Regions from separate parts of the Pan troglodytes genome. Here region 2 is linked to region 1. A link is a contact called in public Hi-C data. All regions are on one chromosome and are shown on one strand. Each heading gives the region's core, a stretch centred on a gene start, on an enhancer-like site or on the middle of the called end of the contact. The rest is flanking DNA. Distances are from core to core; before and after follow the strand shown.

The links. A called contact is a pair of places that touch in the nucleus more often than the background predicts.
Region 2: a Hi-C map of stem cell-derived neural progenitor cells shows a contact between it and region 1, with 2.5 times the contacts expected there. The contact joins the enhancer-like site here to the promoter of SLC6A6 in region 1. A contact is called at or near these places in 2 of 7 Hi-C or Micro-C datasets (blood and stem cell-derived neural progenitor cells) and 1 of 1 other capture datasets (stem cell-derived neural stem cells).

The regions. Positions count from the first base shown.
Region 1 is chr2:18,399,423-18,406,542 of NHGRI_mPanTro3-v2.0_pri, forward strand. SLC6A6 (solute carrier family 6 member 6) reads left to right here and starts at 2,852. Exons shown (of 15, transcript XM_016940534.4): 1 at 2,852-3,135.
Region 2 is chr2:18,451,001-18,458,120 of NHGRI_mPanTro3-v2.0_pri, forward strand. The region is part of intron 5 of SLC6A6 (solute carrier family 6 member 6); the gene reads left to right. Among named protein-coding and RNA genes, the nearest start is that of SLC6A6, 52 kb to the left of the region's middle. Within about 2 kb of position 2,696, at least 16 of the 24 cell types and tissues checked have an H3K27ac peak or open chromatin away from gene starts, as enhancers often do. A contact at or near this core is called in stem cell-derived neural progenitor cells and stem cell-derived neural stem cells, where this site is marked.

The sequences.
Region 1 (7,120 bases), core at 1,602-4,101:
CTTCTTGCCTCCTCCTCCTCCTTTCTCTCCTTGGGGCTGGGTTTTTTGTCTGGCAATCGCCCACCCAGAATCCCCTCATTCAAGATTGTAACCTCTGGAGCCAGGTGGCCTAGGTTTGAATTCCAGCTCTACTATCTGCCAGCTGAGTGACCTTGGGGAAGTTACTTAACTTCTCTGTGGCTCAGTTTTACCTTCTATAAAACGGAAGAAATAATTGTACCAATCTCATAGGGGTGTTGTCGGGATGAAAAGGTTTAACTTATTAAAATGCATTTAACTGTGCAGGGTACATAGTTAAGTGTCAAAGAAAAGTAAGTTAAAGCCGGGCACGGTGGCTCACGCCTGTAATCTCAGCACTTTGGGAGGCCGAGGCAGGCAGATCACCTGAGGTTGGGAGTTTGAGACCAGCCTGATCAACATGGAGAAACCCCATCTCTACTAAAAACACAAAATTAGCCAGGCGTGGTGGCGCATGCCTGTAATGCCAGCTACTAGCGGCGCTGAGGCAGGAGAATCACTTGAACCCAGGAAGCGGAGGTTACAGTGAGCTGAGATTGCGCCATTGGACTCCAGCCTGGGCAACAAGAGCGAAACTCCGTTTTAAAAGAAAAAAAAGAAAAGAAAAAGAAAAGTACGTTAAAATAAATGCAGCAAACCCTTATTGAGTACCTACTGTGTGTCAGGCCTATGATAGACTCCAGGAGTTGATGGAGGCAAAAGAACAGATCCCATCCCTCATGGAGCTGGTAACTGGATAGATGGTTCACTCATGTGTCTTGCGCTGGCACTACCTGCATGAGGCTCCGCTGGCCTACCTGGAGGTCAAAGGATCCCATGGGCCTTTCCAAATTGCAGCTCTGAACACACAACTCTTCCCTTCTCCCACAGCCACTGCCCTTGCTCACTCTCTCAGACCCTCAAGCTCAGCCCTGCCACCAACAACCTTGCTCTCAGGCCTTTGCACGGCAGGCACCTCTGCTAGAACTTGCTTCCTCTTCTGCCGGCTTCACTGCTCGTGGCTTAGTCAAAGCCTCCTTTTGGTTCAAACTTCAATCCTGGAGTCCCCTCCCCACGCTAGGACCTGCCCCTTTGCTTCAGCCTTTGTGCCCTGTGCGACCACACATGCACAGGGCGTCTGAGGAGTTTTTGCTTGACGTCTGTTCCTGCAGTTCATGAGGGAACCTCATAGCTGAAGCAGAGGGATATGGGAGACCCAGTCACTCCTCTTCCTCAGCTTTCGTTTTCTCACCTATAAAAGGGTACAGTGACCCTGAACTCAAAGGAGAGTGCTCAGGTGGCCAGAAGCAGATGTCACGTGGGCCACTGGGACCCTAGAGGCACTGCTGATCCCCAGGTGCTTCCTGGAGGAAGGGGCCACCTGGGGCCAGCAGAGAAGGGTGGGAAGGGTGACAGGAAGGCAAGGAAGGGCATGTGCCCAGTGGTCCTCGTCTGTCTTGGCTGGAGCCAGTATGAGGAGCACCCACTGGAAGGTCAGGTTGGAGTCCGACAGCAGGGGCCTCCAGGGAGAGCCAGTGTCACTTCGGGATGCTCCTTAGCATCCTGGGGCTGTACAGGGAGAGCGGCTGCAGAGCCCTTCCAGGCAGGGATCCTGGCCTGAGTGGTATTTCTTCTTCTTCTTCTTCTTTGTTTTTTTGAGACTCATTCTTGTCGCCCAGGCTGGAGTGCAGTGGCGTGATCTCGGCTCACTGCAACCTCCGCCTCCCGGGTTCAAGGGATTCTCCTGCCTCAGCCTCCTGAGTAGCTGGGATTATAGGCACCCGGCACCATGCCAGGCTAATTTTTGTACTTTTAGTAGAGACGGAGTTTCGCCATATTGGCCAGGCTGGTCTCGAACTCCTGACCTCAGGTGATCTGCCCCCTCGGCCTCCCAAAGTGCTGGGATTACAGGCATGAGCCACCGCGCCTGGCCGGTATTTCTTCTTTTATTCTCCGTGTAAATGGTGGAAGGATCGGCTCTCTCCTCCCCGCCTCCCAGGTGCTGAGAGAGACAGAGAGAGGGAAGACAGGAGAAGGCTGGGGTTCGGGGTTCTCACAGCGTTTCCCTGGCATGCTGCCAGGGCGGGGCAGTGGAAAATGGTCCCTGAGGGCCCGTTCATTCAAATAAGGACAAGAATAATGGCACACTCCCCATCTCCATTTAAAAATAGTCACATTAGCTGACACTGGCTTGGCACTTCCTAGATGCCGGGTGCGTTCCGAGTTCTTCTACGCTGTTAACCTTGGATCTTCATAACAGCCAGAGGAGACAAGCGCTACTATTTTCCTTTCCATTTTATAGATGAGGACACTGAGGCACAGAAATTGTGAGTCACTTGCCCAGGGTCACACAGCCATGGCAAGGCCAGGATTCTGGAGCTCTGTACCTGGCTTCACACCACAAGCTCAGGCCACCCTCCCGGGGCATACCGAGTCTCCCAGAACGTGGACGATCGCCCAGGGGAACGCAGTGGACTGCGAGCCCGGTCTGGTTTGCACCTGGCTGCTCCAGGAGCCCTGGGCCTCATCCTAGGAGCCTGGCGGAAGAGGCGAGCGGTGGAGTTTGGAGGCTGCTGTGAAGGAGAGGACTAGGCGGGTCGGGTCGGGTCTGTCCTGCTCTTCTTCCGCAGGCAGGAGGCGCCCAGGGCGGGCTGCCGCACCTGGCAACGAACGTTCGCCGCGCGGCATGAGGGTGTGCGCGCGCGCTCGGCGAGCCCGGGTTCTTTGTGTGTCCGAGCCCATGCGCGCGTGCGTGTATGCGTGTATGTGTGTGCATGTGTGTGTGTGCGCGCGTGTGTCCGCACTTGGGGCGGGGCTGGACGCCCCGGCCCCGCCCCGGCCCCGCCCCCGGCCCGGCCGAGCTGGTATTTTTCCACCCAGCAGGATGGGTGATGCTGAGAGCTGCCTGCTCAGACAACAGACACGCGAGGTCAGGAAGAAGCCGCTTATAAATTACCGCTTCCTTCGCGCCGCCGCCAACGCCGAGCCCCGAGGACCGCAAGCCCAGAGGACAAGCTGCGCCAAGAGGGAGTGCGGAGCGTTCACCCAGCGGGTCAGAGAGCGAGCGGGCAGGCAGCCCCCGGCCGGCGGAACCCGGCACAGCCGAGCAGAGCGCGGGCGGCGCCGCAGCCACCCCAGGTACCGGAGGGACCGGGAGCTGGGCGCGCAGCCGGCGCTGCCCGCCGTCTGCAGCCCCTCCCCATCCCCGCGTCGCCGCAGTCCCGGCCTCCTCCCCTCCGCGTGCGCCCATCCGGCGCCCCTTTCACCACCGCGGAAGGGACCGAGGGTCGCCTGCTCAGTCCCGCTGGCGGGGCTGTTATTGTTTCCCCGGCAAAAGGGCTCCGGCTCTTGGTGCGGGCGGCAGGAGAGAGAGTGTGTGTGTGTGTGTGTGTGTGTGTGTGTGTGTGTGTGTGTGGCATATCTGTGTGCCTGTCTCCGTCAGGATGCCTACATGTGCCTCCGTATCCCTGTGTCTGTGTTTCTGAGGGTGGCTGTTTCACCGTGTCCCCAGCAGCGTGCACATGTGTGTTCCGGTGCATGTCTGTTATTCTCTGCGTGCTGGGCTGTGTGTGTGTGCCTCTCTGTGTGTGATACCTGAGTGTGCTGTCTTTGGATGTGTGCTCTTGTGTGTCCCCGTTTGTGTCTGCATGAATCTGTGTGTGGGGGGCTGCGTCTTCCAGGCCCTGGCTAGGTGCACGTGCGTGTCCCTGAGTGTGGTTGTGTCTCCAGGTCCCTGGTTGTGGGCACTCGTGTGTCCTCGGCTGTACCCAAGAGGGTGTCCCTGGTGCCTAGAGGGTCCAATGGCCAGAGCTGGTTCTCCAGGGCCGGCGCTGAGTGGGGAGAGGTGATAGGGCAGCGTGGCTCCATAGGTGCATGCACTCCATAGGTGGTGTGCAGGTGGCAGCGCCAGCGTCCAGCAGTCCTGAGTGGTGGGACCAAGGCCCGGAGGGGCAGCCAAGGGGTAGTGGACAGCCGGCAGGGCCAGCAGGACACTTCCTCCTCCAGACTATTTCTCTTCCTTCTGTGGGTTCCTCTTTTGAGTAGGAGATTCTCGTTCCCCTCCCACTAGGGAAGCCAGACAGAGAGAATTCCAGGGACCTCCTCCTACAGCCTCAAAGCTTCAGCCTGGACTTCAGCCTGGACTGGAGAGGAGACCTGTGGGCAGCTCTCCCAGGCAGGGAGGTGTGTGCCGGGCAGGGCCACCGGCCTGGCTATTTTGGTCACTGTTGGGCCTCTGCCAGATCCCGGCATCCCCAGGACCAGCCCCAAAAGCTTGGGAGGCAGCCTGGGCCCCCGTTTCCTGTCTGGGGAAATAAATCAGCTCAGTAATTGCCCAGACACTTGAATGGAGGGTCTTCGGGCTGAGGTTTACTGGCGCATGGCTCCATTTGGACTTCAGTAAATTGGCCCCCGCTTTGGCACAGCTGACGTTCAAGTAAATGTCACTGAGGAGATCTTTTTAAATTTTCTTTTTAATTTTTTGTTGGCTAGAAGGGAGGGGATCTTGTCCAGAGTCTCCTAGCCAGAAGGAGTTTATTTTTATGAGAGAGAGAGAGCGGGTGAGTGCTTAGCAACCACCTGCCTCCCTCTCGACCAGGGAGTCACCCAGGGATTGTGGGGTGGGCATGAGGAGGTGGGGTGGGGGAGGAATTTCATCAAGATGGTGTTGGAGAGGATCCAAAGGGGGCCTAGCACGGCTAAGAACCCCCAACAGGGTGGGACTGGTAGAAGGTGGGAGGTGTTAGGCCTGGCTCAGCCCCCAGTTGACCTTGGGCAACCCTTTTTCTGCCTCGGTTTCCTTACCTGTAAAATGGGTGGGGCAGACTGGTTATAGAGTAAACCAGGGACCAGAGGTAGGAGCTTGTCCCCAGGGAACTGATTTAAGTCCTATGCTTTGTTTTAATGGGTGGGTGACCTTGGTTGATTCCCTTGGTTTCTTTGAGCCTCAGCTTGGCTGCCTGGGCAGCAAGGACACCAGTGCCGGCCTCACTACGTCCTTGAGGGGATTGAGGGAGATGAGGCTGAATAAGCTTGTGGTAAGCTGTAAAGCCGGGCTCGGCTGTAGAGCTGCTGATTAGAGGGTGTCACGAGGTCCTGGGTCACTGTGGTGTATGGCAAGGGCCAAGGTGCATTCTGGAGGCTTTGTCCTTTGGGGACACCCTTGTACTAACCCATGGCTCAGCTGCAATCATCCTCCCCTGCCTCCTTCCCGTCACCTCAACCTGTGGTGATTGGACCACATCTGCTTTTCAGAGTCTGGAGGCCTGGTGAGCAGTACCCATTTTATAGATGGACAAACTGAGAGCCACCTAAGGGACTTTGCCTTGACTGGACAAAGTTAAGTTTCAAAAGGTTTTCCCTAGCTCAGCTGTGAGTTTTGGCCCCATGGGGCTTTGGTCACTGATATCCTGGGGAGTTGAAATTGAACCGGGGCCTGGGGAAAATGAGGGACAAAGGTGTCCCAGTCCTTAGGGCAGGAAAGTGAGCCTATGGGACCCATTTGCACCTTGCCTCTGTCCCTAGTTACTCATTCTCCCTTCTTTGTGCCTTCCCCTGAGCCCTGCTACCCATTCTGCTGCAGGGGTCAGCCCTCCACAAGGCAGTCCGGGCTCTGGGGACTCTCTTTTCTAACCTGAACTTGTCCGCCTGTCAGTTTGTCAAAGGATTTGGGAGCTGTACTTCTCTGAAAGTCTTTCCAAAGGTCCTGAATGATAAGACACTTGTGAGTCATTGAACACGTTCCCGTATATAGAAAAAGCTGAGAAGTAAATTATAAGGGCTCCCCAGAATGCAGCTTAGCTGCAGCCAGAGTGGGTCTGCCTGGGAATTGGGGTTGGCCTGAAATCCCAGGGCCACCCTGGCAGGTACATGCTGATTCCCCACTTCTGCAGAAGGTCATGAGCAAGAGTCAGATTCTTTGGGGCTGCATCTCACTTTCCTGTGTTTGCCAACTTGGCCAGAGCGTTCGTTTGAATTTATGGGTTCTGGGCAGGAGCTGTGGATCTGGAAATGCCTAAGGAAGCCTTCAAGTGAGAATGAGAGCGCTTTTTTAATGTGCTTCCTTTAGTTGATTAATAGACCTTGGTTAAGGTCAGCTCTGGGCCGGCACTGGGTTCAAGGTAGAGTGTTGGCTTTCTAGGAGCTCCTGTCCCAGAGGTAGAAGCATGTGGTAGCTGCAATGGCCATTACCATCCGTAGGATACGGTGAAGAAGACCCAAGGAGCAGCTGAGTGTGCAGTGAGGGTGGGTTAGTGGGCAGGAGGCACTTTCGCTTCCTAGAGGACACAGTATCGGAGTTGCCATTGTCTGTGGGTGGAGAAACAGGATGGGCTGGCATTCTCAACAGGGGGCAGAGCAGCCACAAGGGCACAGTGGCGTGAAATAGCCAAGCATGTTTGTAGAACAGGTTCCCTGGGTCCTAGCTGGAGAGAGGAATAGGAGCCAGATGGTGGGGAGGGGGTCGTTTTATTTTTTCACATATAAAAATAGAGACAGGGTCTTACTATGTTGCCCAGGATGGTCTCAAGCTCCTGGGCTCAGGCAATCTTCTCGCCTCAGCCTCTCTCTCAAGTGTTGATTATAGGTGTGAGCCACCGTGCCAGCCGGAGGGCCTTGAATGCTGTGTAAGTGGGTTTGGGCTTTCTCCTGATGGCAGCAGGAGTCATACTGGGTTTAAGGATAGTGGGGCAGAAGCCAGTCAAGTCTGGAGCCCAGGAGAACCCTGATGGTGAGTAAGGAACGGAACTGGGGTCCAGGAGACCGAGAGTCACCGAGCCACTAAGCATTTTCTGTACCAATGAGTCTTGCCCTAAACTCTTTCTGTAAACATGGGGGTGAAGGCCTGGACATGCTATTTAACCGGTACACAGGCCATTAACTTGCTGGCTTTGACCTCCCTGGAGCACACAGCCCTAGTGTCTCTAGGTGAGTTATGCCAGTCCTGGACAGGTCTGCGGAGTTTCCTTTCCTGCCTTACCTGGTCAGAGGCTTCATTTGGAAACCTGGGCAGAGGCTGATGCCAACAGTGGGAGTTAGGGTTATGAGAGGGAAAGCAGAGAGAGTGAGGAATTGCTGTTCTGTTTCTGAAGCTCCAGCGTGGTGTGGCCAACCACCCTTCTCTTGG
Region 2 (7,120 bases), core at 1,446-3,945, 51 kb after region 1:
TCTGCATGATCCAGATGGATTTGCTCTGTCCAAAGAACCCTGGCTGCCAGCTTGGTACTCACCTCCCGCTCCAGCTCTCACACCTCTCCTACCCCTGCACCCCCAGCCCCAGATTCCAGCAGAGCTTTGTGAGACCACCTGAACATTCACAAATAAGTTGCCCTCTTTCTAGAACCCTGGGGAAGATTGAGGGCCATGGAGCAGGAGCCTGGAAAGCAGGCTTAGGCAAGACCAGCACTGCCTCCTGTGACCTGCCTTCACAGCACAGGCCGAGGCCAGAGAACTACACCAGGGGACAGCTCAGTTCCAGCCCTGAGCCAGGTGCCGTGGGCAAGAAAGACCCGGCCTCCTGCCTTCAAGAGCCTTCTCTTTTCTTGGCATGCAATGGTGGAAAGGCAAGAGAACCAGTAGGGAGTAGTTGACTCCTGTGAGCATAGTACTAGGAACTTGCCCCTGTCATTTCTTTCAGTCTCTGCAGAGGCTTTCTAAGTAGAGGAAATAGCTAGGCGTCATCCAAAACTCTTCTTTCTACCTCAAATTCCACATCCAATTCACACATCTTCTTGGCTCCCCCTTCAGAGTATACCTACAATCTGAGCACTGTCCCCATGCACTGTCACCCCCATGGGACCCCCATCACTCTCACCCCCATGGGACCCCCATCACTCTCCTGGACACCAGCACTGGCCTCTTGGATCTCTCCGTGCCTTATCCTTGCACCTCTGTAACCAATTCTGAATCCAACCTGTTATTTCCCAGCTCAGAACCCTCTCATGGCTTTTCCCATGCTATGATCTCACCCTGGCAGAAAGGATTGAGACTATTTCAACACAGCAAGTGCTCACTGGGTGCTGAATCTCCTCATTAGTTCCATGTCTTCATCCACCTGCGTGGATCAGCAAATCACTACCTCTCTCTGGCTCACTTCCCCATCTGCAGATGGAGGAGCATATGAGCTGGGCTGTGAAGGATGAGTAGAAGTTCACTAGGCAGAAAAGGAGAGTGACAAGACAGTCTAGGTAGGAGGAACAGCCCATGCAGAGTCAGCATTCTGAAAGCACATGAGTATTTGGGATGGTTTGGCTAGAGCATAGGATGCACGGGTGAGGGACAGGTAGGGCCAGGGAGAAGGGTCAAAGCCTTGAATGTTAGGCGGGTACATTTGAACTTTGTTCTCTTGGAGGAGGAACCATAGAAGGTATATGAGAAGGGAGGTGGTGTGACTGAATTGAATGTGATTTTTGGACATTCCTTAAGGAACACACTGGTGGGAAAGAGAGGCTGGATGTCTGCTGAGCACTGACTGTATACGGGGCCTCGGAGGCCTCAGCCTTCAGCAGGTCTGGGTTCCCTTTGGGTGAAACTTATCTGAATCCCCCTGAAGATAGCCACCAACCCTGCAGCGTCTGACCCTGGGGTTTCTCTCGAGTGAATCTTGTCAGGATTTTTTGCGCGTTGCTGTCTGGGAGCCAGTTGGGCGGCAGAGCAGTGAGGATACCCTCGAAGGTTGGTCTTGGTGGCCCTCAAGCTGAAGCCCAGCCCCAGCTGTTGCTTCCTTTCACTTCTCTTATATGCCCCAGATGCATAGGTCCCTGGCCCGTCCTTTCCTTCAGCAGGAGTTGCTGGCAGGTGCTGCTGGCAGGTGCTCAGTAGTCTCTGGAAGTCAGGGGTACGAGGCACCAGGGGAGCGGAGCCATCTCCCAGCTTCTTCTGGGCAGGAAAGGTCCCTGTTGACCCTCCCTGCCAGCCCTTCCTCCCTCTGTTTTCACAGAGGAGGCAGCAGAGCAGCAATGGGTGACATTCCCCTTTCCTTGTGGGGGGAGACAAAGCTCAACTCTGGCTCCCACACATCCCAGCTGCACGACCTTGAGGCAGTGACCTCACCTCTCCACGCCCTCTTCTCTCCTCTGTAAACAGAAGTAGCGTGGTCCCAGTGACTCACAGCCTGGCTTGAGTGTTATGGAGCTAAGACCAGGGATGTGCTTTGCAGGGGGCCACGGGACACTGACGATGCAAGACGTGCAGTGCCCTGCCCGAGGTCACATGCACAGCTAGAAGGAGCAAAGCTTCCAGCCCTGGCATTCAGCACTGCATCCTGCCTCCAGCTAACCTTTTGTCTGTGTCCCCACCAGCCACCAGCCCAGAGCCCGGGCCGGGCCTGGGAGCCCAAGTCCATGGTCACAGGTCACATTGTGCCACATGTGTGTCTCCCCGCTCCCAGGTTACTCATGGGGTCTTCTCTCGGCCTGAACCCCCTACACCCACCCTGTGTGCAGTGCTAAGTCACCATTCTCAGCAGAAGCCAGTGAGCTGCACTTTCCCAGATCCTCATGAGAAGCCGCTGGGGCCCCAGAGACAGTCATTTCATGCTGGCTTTATAATTGAGTGCCGAGTTGCTCTGGGATGGGGACACAGAGCTTTTGTCCCCTGCTTCTCCTTGCTGTCTGGGGTCACCTCTGTCCCAAGGTCGCCCTGGAGGACAGGCGGGGCCAGACCTGGCCAGATGCCCTCCATCAGGCTGGAGCCGTGCCTTCCTCCTAGGCTCCTCCAGACCCCCTGGGAGCTCGGCACGTATCATTAGACTTTATTAGAATCAAAGAAATGAGTCATATTTGCAAACAAGGCCTGCTCAGCCAATCTTCCCCTGCAGCTGTCGGAAGGAGGAGGCGGTGGAGAAAGGCTGCACGGCCCCATGCTCTGGGCGGACGGGCCCTTTTATAATTGTTGCCTCTGCTAGTCTCCAGGGGAGAGCCATGGCCAATAAATGGCTGGCCTGCAGTCAAAAGGAAACGATTTGGCCCGCTAGGAGGACGTATTTACATCTCTGAGTGCCGGCTGGACGGCAGCAGGGCGGCCGACTCAAAACAGACGTCCAGGCAGTTCTTTTTTGGATCCCACCCTGGAGTGAATCATTACTATTCTTGGACAAGAATGCAGCTTACCTCGGAGTCTCCTCCCTCTGTATGAGACAGACGAGGAAGCTGGGGATGCTGGGGCCCTTGCCAAGGCCAGCACCATGCCCAGCACATGAGGTGGCTGGCCCCAGGGTGGCATCAGAAAAAAGGAACCAGGTCCATGGTTGATTTCTATCTGAGTGATTTCAGGTGCATTCCTGAACTTGTCTCAGCCTCAGTTTCCCCATCAACCAAATGGGTATAATTAATTTACTCAACTAATGTCAGCTGAGCACCTATTAGGTACCAGGCACTGTTCAGTGATCAAGATAGACATAGACCCTGCCTTCTTGGGACTGACATTTTAATGGGACAGGCAGACATTAAATAGATAGCACATATACAATTATAATATAAAAGCAATAAGTGATGAGAAATAGGCCCAGGGCAGGGGAAGGACAGTGACCAGGGATGTTTTTTACAGAGGGTGGCCAGGAACAGCTGCCCTGGGGATGTGGCCTTTGAACAGAGACCTGAAGGAAAGGAGCGAGGGAGTTTTGGAACAAGTGGCCGAGGGAAGCAGTTAGGTCCAAGGCCTTAAGGCAGGATCGCGTTCGACCTGTTCAGGGAATGTCCCAGATAGCAGCTAGGGTGGCTGAAGGAGGAGGAAGTGGTGGTGCAGTCTGGAGGATGAGGGTAGGGCTTGGGCGCCCGCACCCCCAGCCTGCCCAGAACACTTCCTCTTTACACCCGTTGACCTGTGTGTTTACTAATTGGCACCCACTCACTCTTAAAAGTGAGTCTGAATGGCAAGGTCAGAAGGGCCGTGTTGGCCGGGGAGCGGGAGCCCTGGGAGGACGTGGAGCAGAGGAGGGATGTGGCCTGACATAGGTATTGATAGATTCCCTCTGACTTGTTGGGGCAGGAGTAGAGGGAGGAAGACCAATGAAGAGGCTGCTGGAAATCATCCTGGGGGCGTCAGGGGCCTGGACAGGGGCAGAGACAGTGTGCTGGGAAAGCTGTGTTAACACTGTGGGGAGCCTGTGCAGCTTCCTCCTGGGGTACTTAGGAGGCACAGGTGAGTGGCAGCGCGCCATGGCGTTCCCTCGGCATGACACTCTACAGTTTACAGAGCACGCCGTCACTGCTGGGTAGGGATTGGCTGGGATCCTGATCGGCTGCTTTCTGGCTGGGAAGACCCTGGAAGTCAGACACGGAAGGGACTGTGGAGGGGCCTGCCTGAGATTCAGCCTGCATGGCTGCCCGAGATGTCTTTGGAAAGAATGTCAGTTGCTCTGGCCCTGAGCCTGTGTCAGGCTGTGTTGTGACAAATCCTGATTGATGAGATACATTGGTTTCAGTCCTAGTACGTTCACATGGCCCGTTATAAAGCTTTTCAAGAATTTAAAATAACTTTGATAAAGGTGATATGTGCACATTAAAAACATTGAAATAGTGCAAAAATACGTTGCAAAGCGCATCCCCCTCCCCCACACAGGCAGCAACTGCCACCAGCTTCTTGTGTGTCCTGCCAAAAATAGTGTGTGTGTATTCAAGTACAAATGTGTCTCTGTCTCCCTCCCTCTTTACACAGTAGGGAGCATGTCTCATGCACTGTTCTTCACCTTGCTTCTCTTCCTGCATTTTGTCTCCAGGACCAAGCTCCTTAGTAGGACACTGAGAACTTTCCTGTTTTACACCGCTGCATTGTATTCCAGTGTGTGCCTGCTCCACAGTTTACAAGCTCCTCTTGATGGACATTTGAGTCATTTCCAGTCTTTCACTCTACAGACAGCACTGCTTGAGGGGGGTACTATGTCTCTGGCCACCCATGCAGGTGTAACTATAGGAGGTAATCCTAGGAATGGAATTGCCTGATCAAAGCAAACGTCCCTGGATGGCACCATGAGGTCCTACAAAGGGACTACCACCAGCAATGGAGAAGGAGGCGGAGGACTCATTTTCTTTGTTGTAGACTCCATAGCTGGTCAGCTGCCCCGAACAAGTCAGTGTGGCAGCCTCCCATCAGTATTGGGCACCACTGGTTTGACCAGCATGGTGGTAGGAGAAGGGCAGATGCTGTTAGATGAGCTGGCTGCAGGCTGGGTATGGTCAGAATCAGGGCTCTGGAGTATTAAGCTTCTCAGCCAGCTTGCCCTGAAGAATCAAAGGAAAGGGTGTCTTGTGACTGGGCATCTTATCAGCATATAAAGCCCTTGTCCTTGGGATGTCCAGGGTCTGGTGGGCAAGACAGACATTTCCCCAGCGTGGGACAGGACAGCGGAAGACAGACAGGGGCTCTACAGTGAGTCTTCCAGAACCTCAGGGAGGCTTCCTTTGAGACCGAGGATAGTGCACCTGGTGGGCCTGGGAGATGGTGGAAAGGTGCTCTTCCTCCTCTCCTGGTGCTGCCCATTCACAAGGAAGTCTTGGGCCACTGCCCAGCCTGCCCTGGCTTTCACTGAAGGTGCTGAGCCCTGCAGAATGAGGAAAGGCTTTTTGTTTTAAAGCCGTGGCAGGCGCCAGATCCACATGCTTGGCAGGGCCCCAGCTGGGATGCGGTTGGCCGCCAGCCTGCCCTATAGAGATGCCCCCTGCCCCAAGGTGCCAGGTGATCCCAGCATATAGCAGAGGACTGAAGAGATTGTTAAATCAGCATATAGCAGAGGACTGAAGAGATTGTTAAAATTTAGGCTCCGTTTTCTCTTAAAATCAGACCAACAGTGTAGTGGAGTAGAGAGAGCACTGGTTTTGGAGTCAGACAGGTGTGGGTTTGCGGTGGCAGCTCTGTGTCACCTGCTGGCTCTGTGACCATGGGCAAGTGGACCCTCCAAGCCTTCGTTTTCCCCATCTGTAAAATGGGGTGAATGGCCTCTAATCCTGGGATCAGATGAGATAAACTGAAAAGGCCTTGGAAAGCAGGTGGTTGCTGGTAGCTTTTATTTCGTCCATCAGCATTATCATGTTGACATCCCTGGTGCCAGGGGGAGTCCACTGATGTCGCTGTGACCAGCAAGAAGAGGGCAAAGAAAAGCTGTCCTGTCTTATGGCTGTTAGTGGGAGTGTTTCACGGATTGGTCCTACAGTGACATGTGAACTTGCTGTCCTGTCTTATGGCTGTTAGTGGGAGTGTTTCACGGATTGGTCCTACAGTGACATGTGAACTTGCTGTCCTCCCAGTTGAGTCCATTCATTCACTCATTCACTCAACAGGTCTTTATTGAGGTCCTCCAATGGGCCAGATGCTGTTCTAGGTGCTGGGAACACAGCAGTAAACTAAAGAAAGGCCTTGCTTGAATGCCAGTTGAGAAGAGAATCTTGGATTTATTCAAAGTCCTTATGTTGAAGCTTCTCTAAAAAAAAATAAAATAAAAATGATAAAGGGTCTAGCCTGGTGTGCGTTCTGAGAACCAGAGCCCTGACTGTGGGGGTAATCCCACGGACTGGCTGAAAGCTTGGGATGTTCCAGAATGCTTCCCCAAGAGCATCCTGGGCAGGAGCTGTTATTCTCATTTTACAAAAGGGGAAACTGAAGCACAGAGTCACACTTCACTCCCTGCCCCTCCTGCATGGGAGTGTGACCTTCAGACAGGGAGCTGACTCCCATTAGAAGGAAACTCAGCTTCTTCCAGGGGTTCGCAAACACCCTGGAGCATGCAGACCCTGTCTCTTGTGGCCAGCAGCCTGTGGTGGACAGGTAACCTGGGAGGCCCAGTGGGCAGGGCCGATGTCCCTGTGCTCAGCGTGGCTGTCCTCGATCACTGTTGCAACAGTCAGAGCTCTGGGACCACGGGTGCCACTTCTGGGCATCAAGTTTCATGGCCTGGGCTGTCAGTACCCTGCATCGCCCTGGCCTGCTTTCAGATGCTGTCATCCATAAGAATGTCTGGGAGTAGGTACTTGTGTGCTTGTTTAGCAGGGCAGCAGGAATCAGCTCGGATTGGTGGGAAGCTTAAGTCTGGACTCCAAAGACCCACGCTCTGCCGTGTCATCCTGGGCAGGGTTGGTGACTGTCCCGTGCCAATTATCCTTAAAACCGTTTACCTGCCTCTCTCTGAGACCCTCAAAACCCTGGCAGGGCAGGGGAGGAAACCAGCATTGCTTAGGTGCCAGCTGTGTGCCTGAAACTTCCCTGGGCATCTGAACACCACAGTTAACATCTGCAAAGGTTTATCAAGTGCTAGCTGAATCCCAGACCCTGAATTTAGGACCTTGTGTGACTTAAC